2 separate regions of the Ovis aries genome follow, and region 1 is linked to region 2. The links are chromatin contacts, called in public Hi-C maps. All regions are on one chromosome and are shown on one strand. The core of a region is the stretch at or near the end of the contact, and the rest is flanking DNA. Distances in the headings are between cores, read along the strand shown.

Evidence for each region. A called contact is a pair of places that touch in the nucleus more often than the background predicts.
Region 1: a contact with region 2 is called in a Hi-C map of hypothalamus, with 5 times the contacts expected there. The contact joins two enhancer-like sites. A contact is called at or near these places in 7 of 16 Hi-C or Micro-C datasets (hypothalamus, liver, muscle and 3 more).

What each region holds. Positions count from the first base shown.
Region 1 is chr3:95,197,864-95,203,594 of ARS-UI_Ramb_v3.0, forward strand. No RefSeq gene overlaps it. Among named protein-coding and RNA genes, the nearest start is that of NOTO, 27 kb to the right of the region's middle. Within about 2 kb of position 3,083, at least 2 of the 54 cell types and tissues checked have an H3K27ac peak or open chromatin away from gene starts, as enhancers often do. A contact at or near this core is called in hypothalamus, where this site is marked.
Region 2 is chr3:94,911,292-94,916,784 of ARS-UI_Ramb_v3.0, forward strand. It overlaps SPR (sepiapterin reductase), which reads left to right. Exons shown (of 3, transcript XM_004006069.5): 3 at 513-1,310. The coding sequence ends at 703. Among named protein-coding and RNA genes, the nearest start is that of SPR, 7.4 kb to the left of the region's middle. Within about 2 kb of position 3,385, at least 10 of the 54 cell types and tissues checked have an H3K27ac peak or open chromatin away from gene starts, as enhancers often do. A contact at or near this core is called in hypothalamus, where this site is marked.

The sequences.
Region 1 (5,731 bases), core at 1,833-4,332, 290 kb after region 2:
GGCAACCTCGATGCCCTTTCCAAGGACGTTCTCCGCCTTCAAGGCCGGATTGACCTCAGCAAGAGGGGCTCTAAGAACAAGAGGTGGGGGACGGGTAGGTGGGTCTCCACTGCCTCCTAGGCCCCGGGGAGAAGGTGGGAAGCCCCTCCCGGAGCCCTCGACTGCAGCGCTGATCAATGGGCCGCAGCCGGCGGACTGGGCCGGACCGAAGGATTAGGGCGGAGAAGGGCAATTACGGGCGAGCGGCCGGCACCGGCTTTCCTCCACTGCGGGGCTCAAATGCCGCATTTCGGATGCAGCGCCGCGCCGCCCTGTTTGCTCGGGGAGTGGGGGCTCCGGGGCAGGAAGCCAACTCGCAAGAGTATCGGAGATTAGGGCTCGCGGCGGCGGGGGCGGGCGCTGGACAAACAAGCGGCGGCCGCCTCAATCCGCCGCCCTCTATTCCGCCCGCGGCTACGCAAGGCCGGGACGCGGGGAGGCGCCCTCGCGGGCCGGGGAGGCCGCGGCCCCTACCCCGCCCCGGGCTCCGCGCTCCCCCGGGGACGCTCCGCCTGCAGGCTCGAGCTGCGGGGGCGGGGCGCAGAGCCGAGCTGCGCCTGGCGGGGAAGCGACGGATTTTGTTTTATTTTTTTTTTTCTTCCTTTAAATATTTATCAGTTTTGCTCCTTAATAAGCTTACACGTGGAAGACCAACTCCCGTAAAAATTGGGTTGGTACCGTAGATCATGGTGGGAGAATGAGAAAAAGGAGGGCATGGACGACAGAGCAGGACCTGGGTGGAGTCGGGAGGACAAGGAAGGGGAAGACGGAGGGCGAATGGAGGAAAGCCAGGCGCCGGTCCCTCCGACCCTCCTCTCTCCCCGCACCTCTACCTCCCCATCTGCCTGGTGGGGGTGAGGGCCAAGAGCTCCCGGCTGGGGATGGGAAAGGAAAAAGAGGCAAAGGTGGAGGTGTGAAGACCGGGGAGCGGCGGGCCCCTTGCAGCCCGGGCCATGCGGCAGAGGACGGCGTCTCCTGTGTCCAGGGGCCCGCGCTGCCCGGCGCCGACCGCCGCCCTCGGTCTGAGTTCTCCGCTGCTCTGGGAGGCGAGCCTTTGATAAGCCTCCAGGAGCGCCGGAGGACATGTCCAGACTCTTACTCCAGAGCTTCCAGGGACCTAAAGGCCAGAAGGACAGTCCGGGACCCCAGAACAAATTCTGGGAGCTGTGGAATTCACCCCCTGGCTTCTGCCTCAGCCCCAGCTACAGCCCCTCCTGCCCTTCCGCAACTCTCAGACCCTGCTCCTCCCTGTTCCCTGAGCAGACTGGCCATTCCTAAAAACATGCCTTTGCTCAGGTTTCCGGGAGGGTTCAAATCCTGACCATCAAGGCACAGCAAGCATCCAGTCTCTTCCTCCTGGAAGCCCTCTAGGGCTTCTCCAACTCAGAGCCCCTTCCAATTTAGCATCTGATTCCATCACAAGACCCCTCTGTGGTGGGCCCCAGCCTTCTCTCTTCCCTTTCAAAGTCAGGCTGTATGTTCTCTTAGAACTGAGCAGTTTGGCTCTGAATAGGATCTGCCCACACTCGCCCCCACCTCCAGACAGCTGGAGCTTAAAAAGTTAGTGGGCTGGTCGGGGAGGTACTTGTGCCTATGAGGGCCTTTGTTCCTTAGGAGTGACACAGGTTCTCTCCCAGGGAACCCCACCCAGTTCCTCACTCCTCTGACTGGCTCCTCTGCTCCTTTCCCCACCCCACCGAGATCCCTTGGGAGGTAAGGCCACTTTGTAATCTTCCCCTGTTCTTGGAAAGCTTATGAAGTCCCTTCTCTGGCTGTTGACACCTCTGAACTAAACAGGCTTCCTTTTCACCCTCTCCTGAGGTCCTTAGTGAGCTGCTGGAACCTCTAGAAATGATCAGGCAACTACCAGTTCCAAGATTCAGGAGGTTAAGACCTCACCTCAAGAGAAGTTGTGGCTAAAACCACCAGGAAGCTGCCCTCACCATGGGTGGACATACTGACCAGACAGTGCAGCCTGTGGAGGGCAATGCAGCCACATCAGCCATTTCAAATGAACCTCTCTCTCATCCCAGGAGTTACACAAGAATCTCTCCTTAAAAGTGCTTGCAGGGAGCACAGCACCTAGGAGGATGTTTGTCATGAGGGGAAAGAGAAAAAAATCTTAAAGCCCATCAGTGGTGGACTGGCTCAACCGTTTGCATGCTGTGCAACCGTTTGTGAAAAATTTGGTGGAGGTATATATACCGACACAGAGACGTGTCCAATATATATTAAATGAGGAATAAAGCAAGTTTAAAATAGTTTAAAATACTTTGATGCAATGATTTTTTGTAAAAATTGTTATAATAAATGTTAGTATATGTATGGGACAGAAGTAAACCTGAAAAAATGGTGGTTATTTTGTTAGGAGGTTATAGAGAAGCTTTCATTTTCTTAATAATAATTTTGGTATTGTTTAGTTTTTACACAAAATGTATATATTAGCTTCGGAATTCGAAAAGAAAAATAAGTCTATGGACCATCTTGTCAGGACAGAAGGGTCTTGACTGGAAGCACATTTGAGGCTGGCAAGGATTATGCTCTGGCAGGAAGACGGGTCCCACCAACACACTGACATCTCCTAGGTGTAACTTTCCTCGAAACCTCCCTGCCTGCTCCCGCTCGGTCCCTTCCCTCCCTTCCGCCCCAAGGTTGGGAAGGTAGCCAGACGAGAATTGTAGTCTTTTTTTGTTTTGACAGTTGGGGATATCCTGCAACTGGCTATTTTCTTCCAGCCAGTTGAACCAGCGGGTCATGCCTGTCTCTACCCCACAGTTAGGAAGCGTTGACTTCACCAGCTGGAAAGCAGTGATCTTAGACACCGGACACAACGTCCCTCCTTGCCCCTCTAGTGCCCTCGGAGCACAGCGCTGCGTACCACCTTCCGACTCGGGCTTCATTTCCCGGAGTTTCTGAGGGGTCTGTAGACCAAGCTGATCCTAACCCCTAACTAAGCTCCCAGGTGAAAGACCTCTTCTTCCTTGCTCCGAGACCCGGCGGATGCGATTGCAGCCTGCAGCCAGCGGAGGCGGTGCCCACATCACACGGTCTGCGCGCGCCCCCTGCTGCCCGCTGTGAGAAATGACACTCTCCATCGGCCTGGCCCTTTGGCCCTTCAGTCGGAGAGCTAAGCGCCAGGACCCCTTCTCCCTGAACCTTTCCTGTGGCAGTCGTTCCCCAGGCCTTGTTAGGACAGCGCCCAGGCATTTAAAAAGCAAAATGGTGCCTCCGTGAATGGGCACAGCACCCCCGAGGCTATAATCCCACCTCGGAGGAGGCCTAAGTGACTTTTCTGCATCACGTTACGCAGGTAAGATGTAGGAGCAAACCACAGCCTACGTTTCCTGACAGCAAGTCCAGACGTCTACGAAGCTCTGAGGGAACAGAGGGCGTAAATTCTCCAAGCACTGTATGAGGAGCTCTGCGGAAACTGAGAAGATAGGGTCCTGCTTCCCGAAAACCTAGAGCCCCAGAGCAGGAGCAGGCCTGATTCTGTGTCCTGTCAGCTGCCCTCGCGGCCAGGGGCCAGCCCTGTGAGTGTAGCTGTTCTGCCCTGGGCTGGACCTGCCCAGGCGGTGAGCATTGACAGGGGCCTCCCCAACCAACTCCAGCTGTGCTTCCAGCAAACAGAAAAGCCCCCGCTCAGGAAAGCTCCAGAAGCAGCTCCCCCAGGGGTGAAGCTGTGAGTTCCCTGGGGAAGGAGAGACAATGCAAGGTCAGGGCCAGAGGATCCTGAAGGGAGGAGATGGTGCCCTTCTGCTGTGTACTGGCTGTGACGCCTGGATAAGTGGCTTGCCCTGCCTGAGCCTTACGTTCCCTATCTGTAAAACAGTATTCATAATTTATCACAGGTTGAGAAGTGCATTCACTGCTACAGCTTCGCCATATCTAGCACACAGCACATGACCCGCAAATGTCCATTAACAGTGTAATGGAAAAATAAATTGTAGTCTATTCATTTTTTGAATACTCTGAAGAAAGTGAAAGTTGCTCAGTCTTGTCCAGGTCTTTGTGACCCCGTGAACTATAGCCTGCCAGGCTCCTTGGAATTTTCCAGGCCAGAATACTGGAGTGGGTAGCCGTTTCCTTCTCCAACGGATCTTTCCAACCCAGGGATTGAACCTAGGTCTCCTGCATTGCAGGAAGATTCTTTACTGTCCGAGCCACCAGTGAAGTCCGAATACGCTAAACCCGTTAAAATTAATAAACTATAGCTACATATAGAAAGTGAAGAGGAACTAAAAAGCCTCTTGATGAAAGTAAAAGAGGAGAGTGAAAAAGTTGGCTTAAAGCTCAACATTCAGAAAACGAAGATCATGGCATCCGGTCCCATCACTCCATGGGAAATAGATGGAGAAACAGTGGAAACAGTGGCAGACTTTATTTTTGGGGCTCCAAAATAACTGCAGATGGTGATTGCAGCCATGAAATTAAAAGACGCTTACTCCTTGGAAGGAAAGTTATGACCAACCTAGATAGCATATTCAAAAGCAGAGACATTGCTTTGCCAACAAAGGTCCGTCTAGCCAAGGCTATGGTTTTTCCTGTGGTCATGTGTGGATGTGAGAGTTGGACTGTGAAGAAGGCTGAGCGCCAAAGAATTGATGCTTTTGAACTGTGGTGTTGGAGAAGACTCTTGAGAGTCCCTTGGACTGCAAGGAGATCCAACCAGTCCATTCTGAAGGAAATCAGCCCTGGGATTTCTTTGGAAGGAATGATGCTAAAGCTGAAACTCCAGTACTTTGGCCACCTCATGAGAAGAGTTGACTCATTGGAAAAGACTCTGATGCTGGGAGGGATTGGGGTCAGGAGGAGAAGGGGACGACAGAGGATGACATGGCTGGATGGCATCACTGACTCGATGGATATGAGTCTAAGTGAGCTCCGGGAGTTGGTGATGGACAGGGAGGCTTGGCGTGCTGCGATTCATGGGGTCACAAAGAGTCGGACACGACTGAGTGACTGAACTGAACTGAACTGAACTGAACATATAGCAAACTCACATAGTGCTGAGTGAAAGAGGTAACCTGAAAAAGGACAAGTACAATGTGATACCACCTATATAAAGTTTAGAAGCATGCAAAACATTTCATGCTGTATGCTGCTTAAGGATAAGTAACTATGGAAGAATTGTTAAGAGCATGAATGGAAATTATAGCACCAGGTTAGAACAGTAATTAACACCAGTGAATGGAACTGGTGAGAAGTATAAGGGGGCTATATATATGTCCATGATACACTTTTTTTTAAAAGATTTATTTATTTATTCATTTTAATCTGTTGACCATGGGGGGTCTTTGTTGCTGCATGCGGGCTTTCTCTAGTTGCAGCCAGCAGAGGCTACTCTTCATGCCGGAGCCCAGGCTTCCCATTGCAGTGGCTTCTCTTGTTGCGGAGCACAGGCTGTAGGCTCGCGGGTTTCAGTAGCTGCAGCCTGTGGCCTGCAGGCTCTAGGATATGGACTCAGTAGTCGGTTGCTCCACGGCATGTGGGATCTTCCTGAACCAGGAATCAAACTGGTGTCCCTTGCATTACAAGGCGGATTCTTAGCCAGTGGACCACCAGGGAAGCACTATAATGCACTTTTACTTAAAAAACAAAACAAAACAAAACTGAAATAAACATAGCCAAAGTTGACAACGTTGGATGGTGAGTTCTTGGGTATTTATCATATCTTTGTCTATTTCAAACA
Region 2 (5,493 bases), core at 2,135-4,634:
TTCCTAGTTTTTTAAGGAATCTCCACACCGTCTTCCATAGTGGCTGTATCAATTTACATTCCCACCAACAGTGCAGAGCGTTCCCTTTTCTCCACAGCCTCTCCAGCATTTATTGTTTGTACAATTTTGGGGAACGACAGGGAGCCACCTAGGGCCATGGGAGTTGACCTGGTGCTGGAGTAGGCTGGCTCGGGAGGCCCTGAGAAGTTGGTTGCTCACTTCACTCTCCTCCGACAGGGAGGAGAATGTCTCTCTCCACTCTGGGACTTTGAGGAGGAATGATGGGGTAGTGTGAATCTGTGGATTTGGTAGTCTAAGGGGACCGTGTTCAGTGAACTTTGGATGAGCCTAGAGCTCGATAGTGACAGTGTGGAGCCTTTGGTGATGCTGACCACATGTCAGCCAAGGTGAGGTGTTGCCTCTGGCCAGACCTGACTCCACCCAACTCCACACATACATCAGGGGCCCCTGCCTCAGCCATGTCCCCTCATCTTCTGCTCTTCATCCCCTAGGTCCCCTGGACACTGACATGCAGCAGTTAGCCCGGGAGACCTCTGTGGACCCAGACTTGCGAAAAAGCCTGCAGGAGCTGAAGAGAAAGGGGGAGCTTGTGGATTGCAAGATATCAGCCCAGAAACTTCTGAGCTTGCTGCAGAATGACAAGTTCAAGTCTGGAGCCCATATTGACTTCTACGATGACTAAGACCATGCCCTTGGTTTTAGGGGCTTTCTTCCCCCTCTTACAGGCACACCCAGGAGCCCTGTGCCTCCCTACATGCTGCCACAGTGGCGCTGCCAACCCTGCCTTACACAGATAAGCACTCATGCTTACTGCCCTGCCCGCAGATCCAACCACCTGTGAGGGCCCTGGGTGGCTGGAGTCCCCAGTTTTCAGTTACCTGTAGTAGGAGTGGACTTGGGAGAGACGAGTTATGGCTGTTGGTGTTCTTTCTCCCTAGAAATAGAATTTTAGGAATGGGAAAACTAGGACAGGAAGCTAAAAACACTGAGAAAAGGAGGCTGGGTCTCCGGCCCATGACTGGCCCACGGGGAAGGAGGGATGAGCTAGTGTCAAACAGGAGGACCCATGTAAACTGACAGATGGCCTGGAGGGATAGGAGGACAGCAAAGTCCCAGCCCATAGGGATGCTCTTTGCCAGGGTAGCAAGACCTTCGCTTGAACTCTGTGTCCTCATTCTGATGCTTCCTCCCTCCAGAATCTGCCATCTATCCACCAGAAGGGGGAAAGGAGCCTGAGAGTTTCTGTACATGTTAAAGGCAGATACAAATAAAATGTGGATTGTCCTTTATTAATACCTGCTTTCTCTTCTGATACAGGTCCTATGACTAACTCCCTGGTTTCCTCGACTCAAGGGGTATTCCTGAGGCAGTTAATCCAAACTTGGGGTGTTGCCCTCATGTCCTGGGGCGTCTTGGGGCTGTCTGCTTCTTCTCACAGAGCCCCACTCAGTAGCAAACCCAGGTTCAAACAAAGTTGTCCTAGGTGGCCTGCCCAGATACCTGTGCCTCCATTATGCCTTTGCCTATTCTTACCCCAGTCTTATGCCCTTTCCTCGCCCTTGACCTATTCAAAGAGTAGCCAGCCTTTTGGGCCTGGCTTGGAGCTCCCCCGCCCTTGGGGAAGGGTGGTTTCCCTGGCTCTCAGATTCCCAACTCTGCCCTTTACCCACATGGCAATGCTCTGGATGGATCCCAGATCTTCAGGGGACCTGTCGTGGGCCCTCCTGATAACATTTATCTGCGCCACGGACCTGATCCTCAGAGGGTTGGACATAGGACCAACATGCCTTTGTGGGAGGTAGACAAGATTCTAAGAGGGAAAAACCCTGAGAAACCAAGGGTGCGCTCCTCCTGCAGATCAGTAGGTGTGGGCTAGGCTGAGAGCTCTGCAGTGGTGGTGGTCTACAGCCAGCCAACCCTTTGTCCCTGTTCCTTATTTGGTCAGAGAGACCATGGTTCCTGCCAGCCATCGGGCCTCAGCCCTGCCTCTGATTGCTGGACAGATCTCTTTGTTCCTCCTTGTGCACAGCAGAGGGCGCACTGAAGCCATGCCTCCTGGGGAACCAGAGGCAGCACGGGTCCCTGTGGAGGCAGGCCCTGAGCTAGAGCTGGCAGTGCCCTGCTGGGTTCCCTAGGAGGGAGGGAGTAACTCATGCGCTTTTCTTCACCCAGCGGAGCCTTTGCCCTCAGTGGAGTCAAAGGCCCTGTGCTCACCCCTGCTCTGCCACCGGGGGCAGGCTACTCCTCTTACTTCAGTTTCCCTATCTGAAAAAAGTGGATTATAATGGTGCCTCCCTCAAAGGGGCATCATGAGTATTAAATGACCTGATGTTTGTAACTGCTAAGCACAGTGCTGGCACTGCACCAAGTGCCTGCAGAAGCTGATACTATTTATTGCCTTTTAATATCTGGATGGGGTGTCCCTGATGGGTCCCCAGTAAAGGAGCCACCTGGGTTCTATCCCTGGGTCAGAAAGACACCCTGGAGAAGGAAATGGCAACCCATTCCAGTATTCTTGCTTGGAGAATTCTATGGACAGAGGAGCCTGGCCAGGCTACAGTCCATGGGGTCACAAAGAGTCAGACACAAATTGAGCAACTAGCAGTAACAGAATCAAGATCCAGAGCATGCTGTAGCCTCATCTCCGTGTGGCTCAGACGCCCGTTCCCTTGCCTGACCTATGGCGAGAGCCCCTCACTGCAGCCCCTGTAACCCCTGCCTCCTGGGCTGGGGTTCTGTCTGGACAGCTTGTCCTGGATTCACCAGTGAAGTCGCTCAATCACATCCGACTCTTTGCGACCCCATGGACTGTAGCCTATCAGGCTGCTCCATCCATGGGATTTTCCAGGCAAGAGTGCTGGAGTGGATTGCCATTTCCTTCTCCAGGGGACCTTCCCAACCCAGGAATCGAACCCGGGTCTCCTGCACTGCAGGCAGACGCTTTACCGTGGGAGCCATGAGGCAGGAAAATGCTTGAGGCTTGGAGTGGAATCCTCCGTCTTGCTTCCCTCTGTGATAGAGATGCTGTGGGCCCTGGGCAGGGACTTGTCTCTGGGCTTCAGTTTCCTTAGAACAGATGAGCTTTAAGATTCTTTCCTGCAAACTTTTCTCCAAGGTGCTTCAAATGTGGTCAGGCTGCATCTGCAGTTCTCAGATTGGCCTCTGTGGGTGGGGCTGGGCCAGCCTAGGCTACTTCTGTCTGGTGAGTGTGGGACAGATCTCCTCTCCTGGCCTCTCGCTCCCAAGGGAATGTAAGGGCAGTCGGCACCAGCAAAATGTATGATGTCGGGTGGGGCTGTCTCTCTCCCCAGGAAGCTGGTTGACCAAGACTTAGGGAGAAGTACCACATGTCCCCACAAGGTGGCAACACACTCCCGCGCCTGACATGTCCTCTCTCAGCTTGGAGCCGGGGGTTTAAGAGCCTTGGAAACCCTAGACCTTTCTCTCTGCCTGTGCTTTTCTGGACTCTCAGGGGCCCCCAGGGAGCTGGGGAGGCAGAAAGAGCCGGGATCACTCTCGCCGGTGGTTCCTCTTGGCCTCTGTAGTGATCCCTGTGCTCGGACCATAGGGATTTCCCAGGCCTTGCTTCTTGGGCTGGACTCAGCCTCCCCAGGGCCTGCACCCCTGGGGCGGGGAGGCCTTCCTGCCACCTCAGGGGCAGCCATGTGTGTTCTCAGAGTGCATGGCCTGTCCTTGGCTACCACACACACGAGCGCACTCGAACACACACACAGTACATGCCTGCACGTGCCTGGAGCTCAGCTGCTGGCCGTGCGGGCCTCAGATTAGCCTAAAGACAAACAAGGTCTCTTTGTCTGTGGCCTGAATGAGCTGGTAGTTTTTCGGTTTTGTGTTTAATACGCCTGAGCTGGAGGCCAGCAGCTGGCCTGTGGGAGCGGGGGAGGGGGATAGTCCAGGCGCACCCCAGGGAGCCCAGCACCCACCTCTCCTAGAGCATGACCAGAGGGGGTTGGGTTGATCAGAAGCTCCCTTCCCACCCCCAATTCCTCTCCTTCGTCCCCTGAATAAAATACAGGCTGGTGCCTGAGTCCGCTGGCCAAGGCTAGATGTGAGCAGCTGTTTCTACCTGGCCTCAGGACCACTCCTGGGGCAGGGTACCACCAGCTCTCCCTGGGGTCTCACCTCAGAGCTGGGCTTGGGGTTGCTGCCTCCAGCCTCCTCTCACCCAGCCTCTCCCTGCAGAGCACAGCCTCCTGTGCAGACGTGTGTGCAGTAATTCCTGCTCCCAGTGCCCAGCCTTGCGCCCTCACCACAGGACCCATCGGGGTCCTGTGCGGTGGCAGGGATGGGGGTGAAAGTACTGCCAGTCACCAGGCGGGATCCCCACAGCATCACACAGTGATGGGGTAGCGGCGAGGGAGGTGGGCCTGAGGACACCAGGCAGCTTGCGGGGCCGTTAGCTGAGGATTCACTGTGAGCCTCTGGGGTCACTGAAGATGGGGTTAGAGGGTAGCTGGACAGAGGAGAGACTGAGCTGTTGTTGCTTCTCTGCCCCAGCCCCAAGGTCTTCTGCCTGCAGTGCTGGGAGGCAGGGCTAAATGCTGGACATTCCCTCAGACTTGAAGTAAGGCCCACCTCCCCACTCCCACCCCAAATTATCCCACTCCAGCAAGACTCCCCTCCCCTCCCCTCTGTCTCCCATTTCACCCAGCCTCACAGCTCTAACTGCCCCTAGGGTGAGCTGAGAGAGTCCTGAACTTTGACTTTCAGGAAGCGGTTGGGAAAAGGAAGGAAGGGAAAAGGAAGCCTCCTTTCTCCTTTGAGGGATCCACCTCTCAGGCCTACCCCCAGCTGATTCCAGGGGCTCAGATAATTCCTCAGCTGACCAGCCTGCAAGCTGTCTAGTGGTCTCTTAGCCCACAGGCCCATGTCCCCCGTCCCCAACCCCAGGGCAAGGGAAGAGAGAGCCCTGGGTCCTACTTTCGAGACCTGGTGCCTCCTCTTGGGGCCGCGGGAATCTGTCTGGTCCATACTCTGGTTCAGGTCTTGGTCCAGCTGCTGCGGAGTCCTTTCCTGTCAGGTCCTGCCCTTCCAAGGCCCAGTTTGATCCCAGGGATCCAAGGTTCAAGGGGCTGCGTATATCCCACAGACCTTACAGAGACCTAGTTCTTCGAGGCCATGCTGAGTCTTTGATGATAAATGAGTGAATGGATATGGGATAAGGGGGTGGATGGATGAATGAATGAGTGAGCAAGTGAGTGCCATAGTGGCCCACTGCCCGGTGCGTAGTGGAGCATTTAAAAGGGCTTGGCTGTGATGACTGGTGCCTGGCAGACAAGCCTCCACCCACCCCAACCTTCCCTATGTGGCGGTTAAGCCCCACCCCCTTGGATTCCCCCTTGGAATCCCTAAAGGCAAGCCCTCATGTGTGTTTTGTGGACATGGGTAGGACTGGCCTGTGTCAGAATCACCAAGAAAGTTAAAAAAAAAAAAAATCGCTCCTCCATTGTT